2 separate regions of the Mus musculus genome follow, and region 2 is linked to region 1. A link is a contact called in public Micro-C data. All regions are on one chromosome and are shown on one strand. Each heading gives the region's core, a stretch centred on a gene start, on an enhancer-like site or on the middle of the called end of the contact. The rest is flanking DNA. Distances are from core to core; before and after follow the strand shown.

What was found. A called contact is a pair of places that touch in the nucleus more often than the background predicts.
Region 2: a Micro-C map of trophoblast stem cells shows a contact between it and region 1, with 2.3 times the contacts expected there. The contact joins two enhancer-like sites. A contact is called at or near these places in 5 of 39 promoter capture datasets (embryonic stem cells, hippocampal neurons, liver and 1 more), 9 of 484 Hi-C or Micro-C datasets (the HL-1 cell line, cerebral cortex, embryonic stem cells and 5 more), 1 of 115 datasets of contacts at active chromatin or transcription factors (bone marrow-derived macrophages) and 1 of 9 other capture datasets (embryonic stem cells).

What each region holds. Positions count from the first base shown.
Region 1 is chr3:87,505,824-87,513,548 of GRCm38.p6, reverse strand. Gm40085 (predicted gene, 40085) reads left to right here and starts at 906. Exons shown (of 2, transcript NR_168327.1): 1 at 906-1,441. Within about 2 kb of position 4,323, at least 84 of the 459 cell types and tissues checked have an H3K27ac peak or open chromatin away from gene starts, as enhancers often do. A contact at or near this core is called in trophoblast stem cells, where this site is marked.
Region 2 is chr3:87,672,545-87,680,269 of GRCm38.p6, reverse strand. The region is part of intron 1 of Arhgef11 (Rho guanine nucleotide exchange factor (GEF) 11); the gene reads right to left. It overlaps Gm6570 (predicted gene 6570), which reads left to right and starts at 245. Exons shown (of 1, transcript NM_001370863.1): 1 at 245-627. The coding sequence starts at 272. The coding sequence ends at 619. Within about 2 kb of position 3,994, at least 8 of the 459 cell types and tissues checked have an H3K27ac peak or open chromatin away from gene starts, as enhancers often do. A contact at or near this core is called in trophoblast stem cells, where this site is marked.

The sequences.
Region 1 (7,725 bases), core at 3,074-5,573:
CCTCTTTCCAAACACTTAATTTAAAAATATTTAAAACAAAAAAACAAAACAACCTAACCCATTGTGGACATGAGTGAACTTGTACTGAACACACACACACTCATACACACACACACATACACACACATATACACACACACACACACACACATTCACACACACTCACACACACTCACACACACACTCATACACACACTCACACAGACACACATACACACACAGACATACACACATACACACACAGACATACACACATACACACACATATACACACACTCACACACACACTCACACACACTCACATGCATGCATGCACACATGCACACTCACACACACACACATACATACATACATACATGCACACGTATATGATTGAAAGACAAAACTTTATTTGGAGGGGCTGCTGTATGAGTGTCCTGCATTCATAAGCCACATCCAACACCGAGGTCAGGGCACGTCAGAGAAACTGAGTCACAGAGCAGTTCCTTGCAAGGGCTACTTATATCATCAGCCGTGGAGCTTGCAGTTCAGACACTGGCTCTGAAAGACTGATCACTTTTTCTGATATTCTGGAGGACAGAGCACATGGAAGTTAGATCGTTTTGGAGTTCTCCGGAAGCCCAGTCTCTAGCAATTCAGCCTTTGGATCTGACTCGTCACCCTCCATCCCATTCTCCAAGGAAAGGGGAGGCTGCTGTTCCACTATCTTTGGCAAAGGTGGAAACTGGGTGCTGAGAAGAGGCTGGCAAATAGCTCACAGCTCAGAGGAAAGGTTTCTAAAGGGGTGGGGAGACTTCCAGTGGGGTCAGGTGTCTGGCCGTCACGATAGGGGTAGGGCAGCTGCTTCCTCTAAGTGGGTGGGGAAAGTCAGCAAGCCATGACTAAGCAGGGTCCTGAGCAATTGCAGTGTGCCGCTGCTTCACAGAAAAGGATCTGAGGGAAACGTGCCACCGGCCAAGGAAGGCCTCAGAGAGGAGGTGACAGGCCTGGGGAGAGGAGGAGGGAGAGCAAACAGTTGAGGTTTCAGAAGTAGAGAGCGGAGATAAGAAAAGATAAGACAGGATAAGAGAGGTGCCTGGGACAGAGCCCAGGCTCTTATTGAGCAGGCAGGGATGGGGTGGGGTGCAGTTAACACTCTCAGCACTCTTTCCTTCTCAGCATCTCTGGAACAGTCTGCAGCTCTGGGTTACCCTCTGCTAACAAGGCAGCCTTCCCAGCATCCCCCAGCCCCATCTGCCTTTGCAACTCCCCTGTGCAAAGTGGTCTCAGCACTAATCGTCCTGGCGCTCCCAACAGGCACAGTTTGCCAAGGTGTACCATATAACCACGGCAGGCACTCTTCACGTGTTCCCTTTTGCCTGCCAGGAAATACCGAGGAAACACAAAGTGAAAAGGCGAGCTCTTCGTTCAAAAACCAAGACCTTCAAGACATCACATGCAGGTTAGCAGCTTAGGAGGGTGGGCCCGATGCCTGGCTGCTTCAGGAACGGCATGGGTCAGATACAAGGACTTCTGTGCTATTGGCAGCCCCACATGTATGCTCTCTCCTTTCCTTCCTGCCAGTTAATCCACCACCCGCAACCCCATTTAGGGAAGGATGGAGGCTTTGTGGAGGGGGGGAGTAAAACTGTCCTTGAATTGATCTCCTCTGAGGGCTTCAACTCCCAGGCTTACTCCAGATGGGGCTGAGGCTATGTTGGAATTAGAGCGTGCACAGACAGGAGGTGTGGACAGGTGGGGTGACTGTGGCTTCTTGGCTTTCCCAGAGAAGTGTCATTTTCTTCTCTCTTTTTCTACAGAGCACTGGGTGAGGGCACTCTACTATCTGACTGGGGGGGCAGGGTGCGCAGGCAGAAGAGGTAAAGGAATCTCAAGATTCTTGCCCCTTAAGGAATTGTACATTCTGATGAGGGATAAAGAAATAAAAAAATTGGAAAAAAAAGCATATATATATATATATATATATATGTATACACACACATATATATATATATATCACATTGTCAAATATTATCAAGTCTCAAAATAGGTGTGGTCCATGTTGTTTAGCTATATATTGTCAGAAGAATGCAGGGGTGAACTGAACGAGTCCACATGCAGGGGCTCATGAGATGGTTTATTTGGTGTACTTTGGTGGGGCACGGAATCACAGCTAGAAATTGGAAAGGGGAGGTGTGCCAACAAACCAAGAGGGAGACATGAAGGATGACCGTGAGCCCGAAAGGTGACTGACTGAGTATGGGTGGGTGACCAATCACAGACATGGGGACTCTGAAGTTAGACGTTCTCAAGCTCAGGTCTGGCTCGGCAGGGAATGGCCTGCAGGACCCTGGTCACCGCCTACCCTGTCAGGGTCTCGTGCTCCCTCAGAATGTCCGTATCTGCCTTTCAGGGGGTGCTTTAAGGTTTAGATATAAGCAAAATGAAATCAGGCATAGACAAGCCAGGTACAGTGTTGAGTTCCAGGCCAATCTGGGCTACACGGGACCCTGAAACCTCGTCTCAAAGAACAAAACGGGGGCTAGAACGATGACTCAGCAGTTGAGAGCATTGTCTGTCCTTTCAGAGGACCCAGGTTCAATTCCCAGCACCCATATGGTCACTTACAGCCACCTGTAACTTCAGTCCCAGGGGATCCAATACCCTCTTCCAGCCTCTGTGGGCACCAAGCATGCATATGTGCACAGACACACGCGAAGCAGACAGAACACCCCACACATAAAGCAAAACAGAGCTAGAGTTAGCTACTACTGCAATGATTCTGACGGCAGAGTTGCCTGGCTGAGGAAGCTCAATCTTGCATCAATTCTGTTGCCAATCCTTCCAGCTGGACCAATTTGGACAACTTACCCTCTCAGGCTTCATTTTCTTCTGAAAGTAGAGATGATAATGCCATCTTCCTGGTAGGAAGTTGGGGTTGCAAGGATTAAATGGCACCTTCCATACGAGGCACCCAGGGCAGGGCTTGGTGTATGAGAGCTAACAGTGCTGGCACTGAAATCTAATCCTCCCGAATCCTACAGGTCACGGGGAGTGGGGGACACTTGTGTGAGACCACTCAGCCGGCAGCCAGAGAGCCAGCCCCGCATTCCCTTCAGAGAGGACAGACAGAAACAGGGCAGACTGCATTGCTTAGCCCCAAATTAGAGCTACGGTTCTCACCGATGAAGCCCTTTGTGCTCCTGGCAAAGTACTTTCGCTGTGCTGTGGTAACCCCCTCCAAGGGCGAGGCTGGTGTCTTACTCATCTCTCCAGAACTGGCACCTGACACCAGCTGACCCCTGGAAGGTGTGGAGACTAGTGGTGAGGCTCTGGGGGCCAAAGGGGCTTGCCATCCGCCTGGACTGGGTACCACAGGTGGTATGGAGGCTTCCAGACTGGCTTTTTCCAGGAGGAAGGGAAGGGAGGATGAAGGTAGGTTTCAGATGGGTTCAGTGTAGGGAGATGGAGCTAGGCTTCTATACTGTGAAAGGAAGTTTCTCAGTCTCTTACCCATGAACTGACTTATGACCCAAGGTCCAGGTGTCTGTCCTGGATTCACTTTGGCCAGGAAGGGCAGTAACTGCCAAGCAGTGGGGAATGGAGCAGAAGACTGCTGGTCTTAGCTGGGCTACAGTCCACTGATGCATCTCAGGAGCATGGGAGAAAGCCTATCACAGCTGCTGTGAAGGTCCAGACCCAAATCTATACAGAAAAGGATAAAGAATAGCCTGTCACATGCACAGGGCCATTCCACAGCCCAGCTACTCTGGAGTGGGGGAGGGGTGGGTGGGTGAGGGGCTTCCATGTAAATGACACTCCCCTCCCCCTACTCCAGGAGGGACCAGCTCCCAGTGTGGGGAACGAGGGTCCCTCATCTCAGCCAGTCTGGATCTTTTTTTCCTCAATAGACATCATTCTCTCCCTGTGTTTCCCAGCCGTCTCCCTCTCCCTCTACTGGCCCTCAGCAGCTCTCAGTGGTCTCCCCTGAGGTGGCTGGCACTGGTCAAATCCTCATAAGAACAAGGAGTGAAGGAGGCCAACTATCTTCATCTTGGGTTTCCTTTCCCTTGGTTCCTGTAATCCCTAGAACCCACATCTCCCAGGGCCCTTCCCTGCCAACCCTCCCTGCCTTCAGGACCTGGCCTCTGGGTGGGGAGGCACAGTTTAGCGTCTGGGATTTCCCCAGCCCGCAGTAGCAGGAAGTCTGAGTTGGGAGAGGGAAAGCCTGACTCTTGGCTGCTGCCCAGGTACTAAGCAAGACCAAAGTTCAGGGGAGAGGCCTGTTTCCCTGGTCAGCTGGGGACACACTCTGACCTCTACTTATCTGGACTTGGGGACTTGGGTCCCTGAGGCTGGAGGGCAAGGCCAAGTTCAGGGGAAGGAAGTGGAGCTAGAGGGCGACAGGAGAGAGAGACTGCTCCACCTTTTGTCTCCCAGGCCTTGCTTTGGTTGGCCCTGGTCCCTGTCCATGCCGTGAGATAGGATGGTTGACTTTCCTGAGTTGAACACTCGTGTCATCCGAAATCCTGGGGCTGGTAAGGAGACACGAGCATTTCATCCTCCGTGCTTACGGAAATCCAGTTGTCCTAGAGAAACTAGGTTTGTGCGCACAGTCCACGTGTGGCCCAATTCTGACCTATCATGGGCAAGAAGGAGGGTGTCTGGAAACTGGTCTTTTTTGGCGCTGTTTCTCCTTAGCGAGGCTGCGTTGGAAGGAATGACCCTATTAATTGGGCGGTTGATCAAGAGCCTCTTCTTCCAGGACTCTTACTTAATCTCTCAGTCTCTGTTCTTACCCATGCCTCACTTAGCTCTCTGGCTCTAAATGAGCCTCTGGGGACCTCCGGCAGCAAACGCAGCAGGGGACGAACAAGAGCCAGCGATAGCCCTTGGGGAGGACGAAGCAGAAAACACTGGTGACAGAGCACATTCCCCGTCCCATCAGCCAGCCATGCCACCCTCTAGGCCACTTACTCTCTAAACCTCTTCTTAGAGGGTAGGCTCTTCCAGCGCCTGTTCTAGAGCAGAGGTAAAAATGATGCAAAGAGGAATAATGACTGTGAGGGAAACCCTGGGTGGACTGGAGTCTGGATCTTTAGAAAAAAGAAGCGGAAGGGTGTTATAGAAGGGAATCCCCGAGCCTCTACCGCCCCCTAGTGGAGTATTCTGCATGCTCAGTCACTAGCCCTGTGATTGGACTGGACTCTGTACAGCCAGCAGGTGGAGGAAGGTGGAGCCACCCAGTGATATGTGTAGGTAACTTACAATCAGAAGATGTGGCCAGAGAATGTCCCGGTTTACTGGCAGTCATCGAAGTGATTCAGTAGTGAGATATACAGTTGTCACTATCGAGTAAGAGGATTCTAAAAGCATTCACACCTCAGTGGACACCTGGGGATTTACCTAGAAATAACCCTAAGGAGGGAGATTAAAATCTCAGAAACACCCAATTTATTCTTCTGGATTGTGAACAAGAACACAGTGTACGAAACTAAAGGTACAGCGTGGCCTCACGGACCACGGTCAAGACAGGCGCAGCCACAGGTTATGCATGCCCTAAACCTTATCACAATAACCGCTTTTTCTCGAGTTTGACCCCTCAGAATGTAACCGTGACAGCTAAGCTTGGTCTGAGTTTGGGTCACACATGGACAATCGTTTCTTTCTTTTTTTTCTCCCTTACTCTCTTCACTCAGTACCACAGGACTCTCTCTCACTGTACTAGGCCTGGCAGAAATGAAGATATTCTAAAATGATACTTGTGTCTCTCGTCTGACTATCCTATCAGATGACTGGAACGAGCGACTCTAAAGAAATGGGAGTTTCCCCAGGTGTCTCATACTGGGACAAACAAAAACCTCAGGTCTTTTGTGGGGGGGAGAAACTTGTCTCCCCCAGAAAGAGATCTCACACAGTTCTAACAAAGTTGTCAGACCATCTTATAAGATGAGACCGAAGTCTGGACAGAATGGATCAGAGATGGGCAGGACCACACCTTGACCTTGCCTGTTTTGATGTTCATATTCTTGACCCGGTACTAAAATTGAAGTTTATTTCAGGACCCAGAAGACAGACTTGAGAAGATTCCTTGGCTCTCTTTGTCCTTCTTTCCAGTGTAGCCACAATGAATACCCCCACCCCTTCTGCTCTTTTAGTTGATGTATTGAGGAGGGTGGCTGGACCTGCCTTGGGGACTCTCAAGTTTGATCACAACACCAGTCTTGTCCTGTTGCTGTGGAGTGGGTAGCTAGAGAAGAGGACCGAGTGACTGTGATCGCATGAGTTGCATATTTAGCGGGCCATTGGCACGAACACAGGGCTCCTTCCTACTCTGTCTCATGGACATTGGACAACTCCCTCAGGGTCCTCCCTGCTCTATGTAGCATCTGTCACCTCTCTTCCTGCTCCTAAGCCCTTCTGGCACCAGTTTTTCCATTCCTTGGGGCTTCAAAGACAGAGCCCAGTCTTACTGTTTCGTTCTCTCTCCTGTCCACAGCCGGTGAGGTCTACTTAAGACTTCCTTCCTTAACAAGAACAAAACACCCCCCCCCCCGTCACCCCCCATTTCTCACTGAGGTCCTATCACAAGGTATTAGCACCTTCTCTTCTCTCCCTCTTTTCTTCCTCCACTCTCTCTGTGGGTATCATGGGGTTTGAAGAAACAATCAGAATCTTTTGTAATTTTATGCGCTGCTTGTTTTTCTAAATTAAATTTATTATTTGAGGTTTATATATGGATATAACACAATCCGATTATTCTCACCCCCTCCACCCTCTCTTATATCTCTTCCACCCCACTGACTTCACCTTCCTGCCAGCAATTTCCCTTCCCTCTTTCAGGTCTTCTTTTGTTCTGTTTTGTGACTCACCGAGTGCAGTGAGGGCTACCCCTGCGAACACAGATGTAACTATTTACTAGAGCATGGCCACCACTGACTACAGTGACTTCTCCTTCCCACAGCAGCCAATGGTTCCCTGGGGGAGGGGCAAGGCTCCTGAGTCCCCCCTCCCCCAATATATCATTGGTGGTTGCACAGACCCATTGCAGACAATCTCAGCTGCTGTGAGTTTGTGATTGCAACAGTTATGTCACGTCCAGAAGACAATGATTCGCAGGCCTCTCCCCTTCTGGCTTTTAGGTTCTTTCTGCATCCTCCCTTGTCATGTTCCCTGAACACTGGAGGGGGTGATATACATGTTGTACTCAAGGGTGAACACTCAGTAGTCACTAATTCTTTAAGAAGCCACGAGCTTTTGTGTTAACTGCTGTTCCCTGCTCAAAGCAGCTTTATCTATCAAGGTTGAGAGCATATGCTGCCGGATATCCACATAAACAGGAGCTGCCTGACAAAATGTCCATTTGGCAAAACAAAAGTTTACTCCAAGGCCTACGACCTCTAGAAACACGGATCTTTGGCCAGGTGTACAGAGACAGGAAAGAATTTCCTGTAGAATGGGTCTCAGCTACAACCAGAAAGCAGCTGGTTTCTGTCTTAACAGCTATGCATGAAATTTCATGTGGACTTATGGTGACCAGGGTTTAGTCAAGGATAATTCCCAGGAGATGTTGGCAAGGGGAAAGAAAAAATTGTGACTCCTGCCCCCACCATCAACCTGTGGAGAGGCGAGGCTGGGTCTGGTGATTTTCTATATGCAGAAGAGGGAATCTGCTCCTCTGGCTTGTCCTTTCCCAGAGGACAAGCCTGGGCAGCAAGGACCTGGGACAATTGCTGCCTCCGTCTG
Region 2 (7,725 bases), core at 2,745-5,244, 170 kb before region 1:
CAGTTATTTTCTCCATTAAAATGTAATACCAGCTGAGCGTGGTAGCACATGCCTTTAATCCCAGCACTCGGGAGGCAGAGGCAGGTGGATTTCTGAGTTTGAGGCCAGACTGGTCTACAAAATGAGTTCCAGGACAGCCAGAGCTATATAGAGAAACCCTGTCTCAAAAAAAAAAAAAAAAAAAAAAAAAGTAATACCAAGCCTTTCTCCATCCCTGGCCATCTTGGTGGCTGGTGTTGGTTGGGGGTTGTCCAGCACCTAAGGCAGGAAGATGGTGGCTGCAGAGAAGACGGAAAAGTCTCTGGAGTTGATCAACTCTAGGCTCCAACTTGTTATGAAAAGTGGGAAGTACGTGCTGGGATACAAACAGACTCTGAAGATGATCAGACAAGGCAAAGCCAAGTTGGTTATCCTTGCCAACAACTGTCCAGCTTTGAGGAAATCTGAAATAGAGTTCTATGCCATGTTGGCTAAAACTGGGGTCTATCACTACAGTGGCAATAATATTGAACTGGGCACAGCGTGTGGAAAATACTACAGAGTATGCACACTGGCTATCATTGACCCAGGTGATTCTGATATTATTAGAAGCATGCCAGAACAGACTGGTGAGAAGTAAACAAGAAAGTTTACCTTTAATAAAACTTTGCCAGAGCTCCTTTTGAAGAAATAAAAATAAAATATAAAATAAAATGTAATACCAAAGTTCAGGTTTCATTTAATTTCAACCTTAAGAGTAGAGATTTCATCAGGGCAGTGGTGGCACACGCCTTCAATCCCAGCACTTGGGAGGCAGAGGCAGGCAGATTTCTGAGTTCGAGGCCAGCCTGGTCTACAAAGTGAGTTCCAGGACAGCCAGAGCTATACAGAGAAACCCTGACTCGGGGAAAGAAAAAAAAAAAGAGTAGAGATTTCCCTTCAAACATATACTCTCTAGAGTTTTCTGATACAAATTATCCAGCTAAAATAGGTCCTTCAGAACCTGTTCCGGTATAACAAATACACTTCCTGTTTATGGTTTGTCTTCCCTCAGTGCACTCTTGATCAAGAGGAAGTTTTCCTTGTCCAGAAAGTTCAGTGTTATCCGTGCACTTGGTACCTTAGTAGGTACACTGTCTCAAGCTTGGGTTATTGAAAGAAACTGACTACCAAGTACTGACTGCCACCAACTACGATCATGTCATTTTACTGTCCCTCTGTCACATCATTCCTCAGCCCTTCGAGAACCCATGATAGACTCCTCAGCTTTTCACTACGTATACAATTTGGCGTGTGAGTGCCTTTCATTAGGTGAATCTAAAAAAAAATTTCAAGTTCACTCCTGACTGCCTCTCTCCACTAGCAGATCCTATGGAATACTGTGCTCACGTCTGCCTCCAACTTAACCATATACGTTTTTAAAGATATTGCCCAATTGCTTCTACCCCTTCCCTCTCTATCAAGTTACCCTGCTCCATGTTTGATTTTGAATAATTTCAAGCAGCACTAAAGTTGAAGGAGCAGGAGGGAGAGTAATGCTCTTCATCAGCAGTTCTCAACCTGTGGGTCGAATGACCTTTTCACTGGGGTTGAATAACAGATATCCTGAATATCAGATATTTGCATTATGATTCTTTCCACCTACTGAGCCCTCTGCCCATTTTATCTCTTAGAACAATGATGCTTTATCATGTTGTGTGTTCTATGTGTATGGATATGTTTGTACAAATGTGGAGGTCAGAGGTCAGTATCAGGTGTTTCCTCAGGTACTCTGCACCTTATTTAAAGATAGGGTTTCTCACTGAACCTGGAGTTCAATAATTCAGCTAGGCTGTTTGGCCAGGGAACTCCAGGGATTCGAATGTCTCTGCGTTCCTAGACACAGAGCTAGAGCTGGGATTACAGATTCTATCAGTTCCAGTGTTTCACATGGGTGCTGTGGATCTGAACTCTGGTCCTCACGTTTGTACAGCAAGTACTTTACTGACTGAGCCATCTCCCTCCCCTCACCCCCACAGGATAGTCTGAAGAGTCCAAGCCGACCGTCTTGTTGAATGAATGGCCCACAATTGGTAAATGCCTCCTGTCTCCTCATGATGAAAATCAGGTTCAATGTTTTTGTTTGTTTGGGACAGAATCTCACTCTGTATTCCAAACTGTCCTGGAACTCACTATTTAACCCAGGCTAGGCTCAAATTAAGTATCCTCTTGCCTCAGCAAGAGATTATAGGAACATGCCACTACACCCATCCTGGCTATTTTGAAACATTATAAGTGATATTGTATAGCTTGCCCTGTGGTGGTGATGTGAGATTTCTCAAAGGTAAAAAAAAAAATCTATTCTACTTGAAATCTGCTATGTGTTTTGAGAATTCTGTTCTCAAATAACCACTTACCCAAGTGTTTATATTTGTTACTATTATTTTTACTTTTAGAATTTTTTTTACTTATGTGTCAGTGTGCCGTCTGTGCTTCTGCCAAGTGTGGAGGTGACTGTGGAGGCCAGAAGAGGGCATCAGACTCCCTAGAGCTTGAGTAAGAGGTGGCTGTGCATCTACTACTGTCTGATGTATCTACTACTGGTCCTTGTCTGAGGAAACCGCCCTCACTCTCTTTTAAGCTGTTAACAAGTAACCACATCTGTTATTTCTCCCCTAAAGTCATCCACTATAGTTCATCATCCTTTGCTCTTTGGTGTTTTGTGTACACTAGCCCATAGCTCTAGCATTGAGCTGTACCTAAAATCTCCTTCCACCATTAAAAAATATTTAAGGGCTGGAGAGATGGCTTAGCGGTTAAGAGCACTGACTGCTCTTCCAAAGGTCCTCAGTTCAAACTCCAACAACCACATGGTGGCTCACAGCCATCTATAATGAGATCTGATGCCCTCTTCTAGAGTGTCTGAATACCACTACAGTGTACTTACATATAATAAATAAATAAATAAATCTTAAAATAAAAAAATGTTTAAAATGTCACCTTTTCTTCCTGTGAGCAGTCTAGGGTGACTTATTCACTCGACCCAGACCTCCCCCTACCCCCAATCATACGAAAAAGAGGTTCACTCACATTTTCACAATCACTTTAAGAACACCTGTGTAACTGTTGTCCAGGATATCAAAGATATATATATGCACTGAAGAGCTATCAAGTCCCAGCCCCAGTCTCTCCTTTCTAATTTCATGAGTGTATCAGAGGAGGAACTGGCTATCAGACGTGTGTGTGGAGGAAGCAGGCAGACTAGTATGCTGAGGGTTGTTTAGCTTGTCAACACTGGAACACAGATGGGATATGGTTTTAAAAACAGAGCGTTAGAGGCTGGAGGGAGATGTCTCAACACCCATGTAAAAAGCCAAGTATCAATATGTACCTATAATCCAAGTGTTCAGAGGCAGGGCTGGGACAACCCAGGGGCTCCCTGGCCAGTCAGTCTAGCCATTCAGTGAGCCTATCTCAAAAATAAAGTGGAAAACAATAGATGGTGACACCAGAAGTTTATCCCTAGCTTCACATATGCGTGCGTGGACACACACACCCCTCCACATACACATATTCCTCCCCAGACAGCCAATAACATCTGGCCCCCTACACATTGTTAGTGGTTCAAACACAATCCCAAGTCCAGGTTCAGTCCTTTCCTGGCTGTGTACTTCTCAGGCAAGTCACCTGGCCCCTCCAAATCTGATTCCCAGCAGCTGCAGCAGCAGCAGCAGCAAGTAGCACTATAACAACAAGCAATAACAAGAAGTGGTACCACCAGCTTTCTTAAAGGCTATGGAAAAAGACAAAATCACCTCCTCCACAACTCCTTGAAGCTAGAATGTTAAAAACTGAAGCCAGTGTCCTCAGCTCCAGGCCAGCCATGCACATGCTTTCTCCTCTGCAAGCAGTGCTGTGCAGGCCCATGCCAGAAATTCAAGTTTCTTGATCTCGAAATGAATCAATCGGGCCCCTCCGACTTGACTGCCCGGCATCTCAGGAATCCACCTCGACAGCACGGCCTCTACAATGGCCTGAGGCACCTCTGACTTCACCTGACAAGATCTGGCCTCCTATACCCACTTCAGCTTTAACTCCTGCACGTACTAGTGCTTTTGCTTCACAGCTATCCTTTAAAGAAGTGAGTCACAACATTCAACACCCTTCACCTTTCAGGGATTCTCTGTTTTTTGTTTTCTTGAGATAGGGTCTCACTGTGTAACTCTAGCTGTCCTGGAACTCACCAGGATGGCCTCCAAGTCACAGAGACCTGCCTGCTTCTGCCTTCCGAGTGCTGTGATAAAAGGTGTGTCCACAAAGCCTGGTCCAATGATTCCTGTTTCTGATTGAGCTCTAAGTCTTGAACATGGTGTGTGTGTCTTTTACAAGTCCATATCTTTTGCCACACTCCCCTTGACCACCAGTTGCTAACTCTCTGAGATCCACTCATTCTTCAGGGCTCAGCTTCAGATATATTCCAGGGAAGCCACACTGGATTTCCCTGGACCTTCTTTCTATGGTGCCAACCTAAATAGCATGCCTTTAATCCCAGCACTTGGGAGGCAGAGGCAGGTGGATTTCTGAGTTCGAGGCCAGCCTGGTCTACAAAGTGAGTTCCAGGACAGCCAGGGCTACACAGAGAAACCCTGTCTTGAAAAAACAAAGAATTCAGTCCTATACACTAATCAGTGAAGCATCTGCCAAACAGGCAAACACACGTTCAAGTGCACTGGAAGCTACAAATTAGATCCAAGGAATGATTGGCATGTGTTAAATGGATTTACCCAGAGCACCCCGGAAAGGGTAGGATTCTGACAGCGGCTCTGTTGACATGCAGGGAAGGAAAGAATGTGTATAGGCACAGAAAAAAGTAAAAGACACAGCAACCTTGTCGAGCTGTCAATGCCATTGCAATATTGAGAAAAAAGCAAAAGAATTAAGCAAGAAACAGGACTAAAGAGATTCTCCAAAGACATGAGTTTTCAGCCTGTTCTGCTGTTATTAGGAGTATCTTAGAAAACCTCCTATTAAGTTCAAGTCTATTTTTCTACCTAAATAATATGGATAAATGTTTCACTTGTTCGGGTCTTCCTATGTCACATGGCAGCTGTGAGAACTAAGTGAGATCCAGTATGTCAAAGGCCCTGCAAACTGGAAAGCAACCCAGCGACCTTAGGAAGCAGAATGCCATCAGGACTGGGGCAGGTCGCACACATACAATCTTTACATGTGAGGGTTCTGGATTTTACTTATAGGAATAGCACTATCTAGCACGACCAGATAGATCTTTAAAAAGGGAGACCTGACTACCAGTGACTAGAGTGTACTGAAGAGAAAACACCAGAGGCCCAGAGATTATATAGGGTGGAGGACATATACCTGAAGGGGAGCACTAGCAATCAGACATGCCAGAAAGGCAAATGAGAGTGTCCCAAGGGCAGGCTGCTGGGAGCTGATGTTGGGTGCACTTTCTGGCCTTGTCTTGCATTGAATAATAGCATGTGTTAAAGAGTACTGGCTAAACTGTACTTGGTTCATACTAAAATATGCTGTAAAAATAAAATACACACCAGATTTCAATAATTTAGTGTAAAAAAAAAAATGGTCTCAATAATCCTTTTTCCCCCCAAGACAAGGTTTATCTGTGCAGCCCTGGCCATCCTGGAACTCATTCTGTAGATTATACTGGTCTTGAATTCTAAGATCCACTTGCCTCTGCCTCCCAAATGCTGGGATTGAAGCACCACCACCAACATATTGAAATGATAGCATTTTGAATGTAATGGGCTAAATGAAATGCATACCATCAAAATTAATTGTATCTCTCTCTTACCACTTTTCATATGGCTACTATAAAAATTTAAACCACACCACACAGTGGCTTCTACTTTGTGAACCATGTTCTGCCCTTTTCTGCAATTGGAGCCTCTAGCCCTTCAGACTAAGGGAAGGGAGGGAGAGTTACCTTCAGCTGACTTCGCTATGGCCCCAGCAGGTGTTGCCATGAATCTGCCATGGAGCTACACTCGTGGAGCTGCACCCCATGGAGACTATATTCCTGGGTTGGTTGGTATGAGACATTCTGAAGGTCAACTTCCACTCCTGGCACTCAAAACCTGCAGTGCCCACCTACCAGACAACCAGGTAGGGTGTTTGTAGCTCCTCTCTTTTCCCTCTGCTCCCCCAAATCCAGTTCCCAGTCTCACCCCCAGCTCTGCAGCAGAACAGCTGCAGTAGCACACCTGCAGCAGCCTTCCCTCCCCCAGGTCCTGTCTCCTGTGGATCCCCCAGATCTTTACTTTCTGACCTCTTTCCTCCAACTAGTTGCTTTGTCTCTCAGCATCTAACCCTAGCAGGGATGCCTGCTGGGCTGCTCCTGTCAGTGCTATATAAGTAGGCCACACCTCTTCTTGTCCTTCTCCAGATCTTATTTCTGCTTTGACTCAGTAGTCATTCAATAGAGAGTCTTTCTGTTTCCATGAGTTTGTAAGCTTTCTGTTGTTGTTGATCCAGCTTTAATTCATAGTGGTCTGATAGGGTATAGGGAATAATTTCAATTTTCTTGCATCTGTTGAAACTTGCTTTGTGACCACATGTGTGGTCAATTTTGGAGAAAGTTTCATGAGGTGCAGAGAAGAAAATATCTTCTTTTGTGTTTGGGTGAAATATCCTGTAGATATGTTAGATCCATTTGTATTTCTCTGTTTAGTTGTGTGGATGACTTGCCCATTGATGAGAGTGGGGTACCGAAGTCTCCCACAACAAGAGAGACAAACCCAAACTAGTTATTAAAAGGCAGAGACTCTCAAAATGAACAAAATCAGAAATAAAAAGGGAGACATAACAACAGACTTAAAAGAAATCCAGAGAACCATAAGAACATACTTTTAAAAACGTACTCCACAAAATTGGAAAGTCTAAAAGAAATAGATAATTTTCTCAATAGGTACCTGTGACGGTTTGTATATGCTTGACTCAGGGAGTGGCACTATTATAAGGTGTGGCTCTGTTAGAGTAGGTGTGACTTTGTTGGACTAGGTGTGTCATTGTGGGTGTGAGCTTTAAGACCCTCATTTTAGCTGCCTGGAAGTCAGCATTCTGCCAGCAGCCTTCAGATGAGGATGTAGAACTCTCAGCTCCACCTGCACCATGCCTGCCTGGATGGTGCCATGTTCCTGCCTTTATGATACTGGGATTGAACCTCTGAGCCTGTAAGCCAGCCCCAATTAAATGTTGTCCTCTATAAAAATTGCCTTGGTCAGGGTGTCTGTTCACAACAGTAAAATCCTAAGACAGAAGTTGGTACCAGGAGGGGGGTTTTTCTGTGATAGGCCTGACCATACTTTTGTTTGGAAGAATGTGGCTTTTAGGACTTTGGATTTGGAAAGTAGTGGAATGCTTTAAATGGGGCTTAATAGTAGGAATATGGAAGACTTTGTTACTGAGAGTGATTTGAGTTGTTTGGACTTGGCCCAAAAGGTTTCAGTGAAGAATTTCAATATATGGCCTAGAGACTGTTTTTGTGGCATTTTGGTGAAGAATGTGGCTGCTTTCTGCCTTTGTCTGAGGAGTGTGTCTGAGGCTAATGTGAAGAGACTCAGATTAATTGCTGACAAAGAAAAAGTCTCAGAAATCTTTAACCTTCAGGTCACTCAGCCTACAGTTGAGATGAATTTCAAAACACCATGTGGAGCTGTTTAATCTGTTATGCCATATTTTCAATAAACCTGAAAACCAAAACCAAAACCAAACCAAACCAAAACAAAA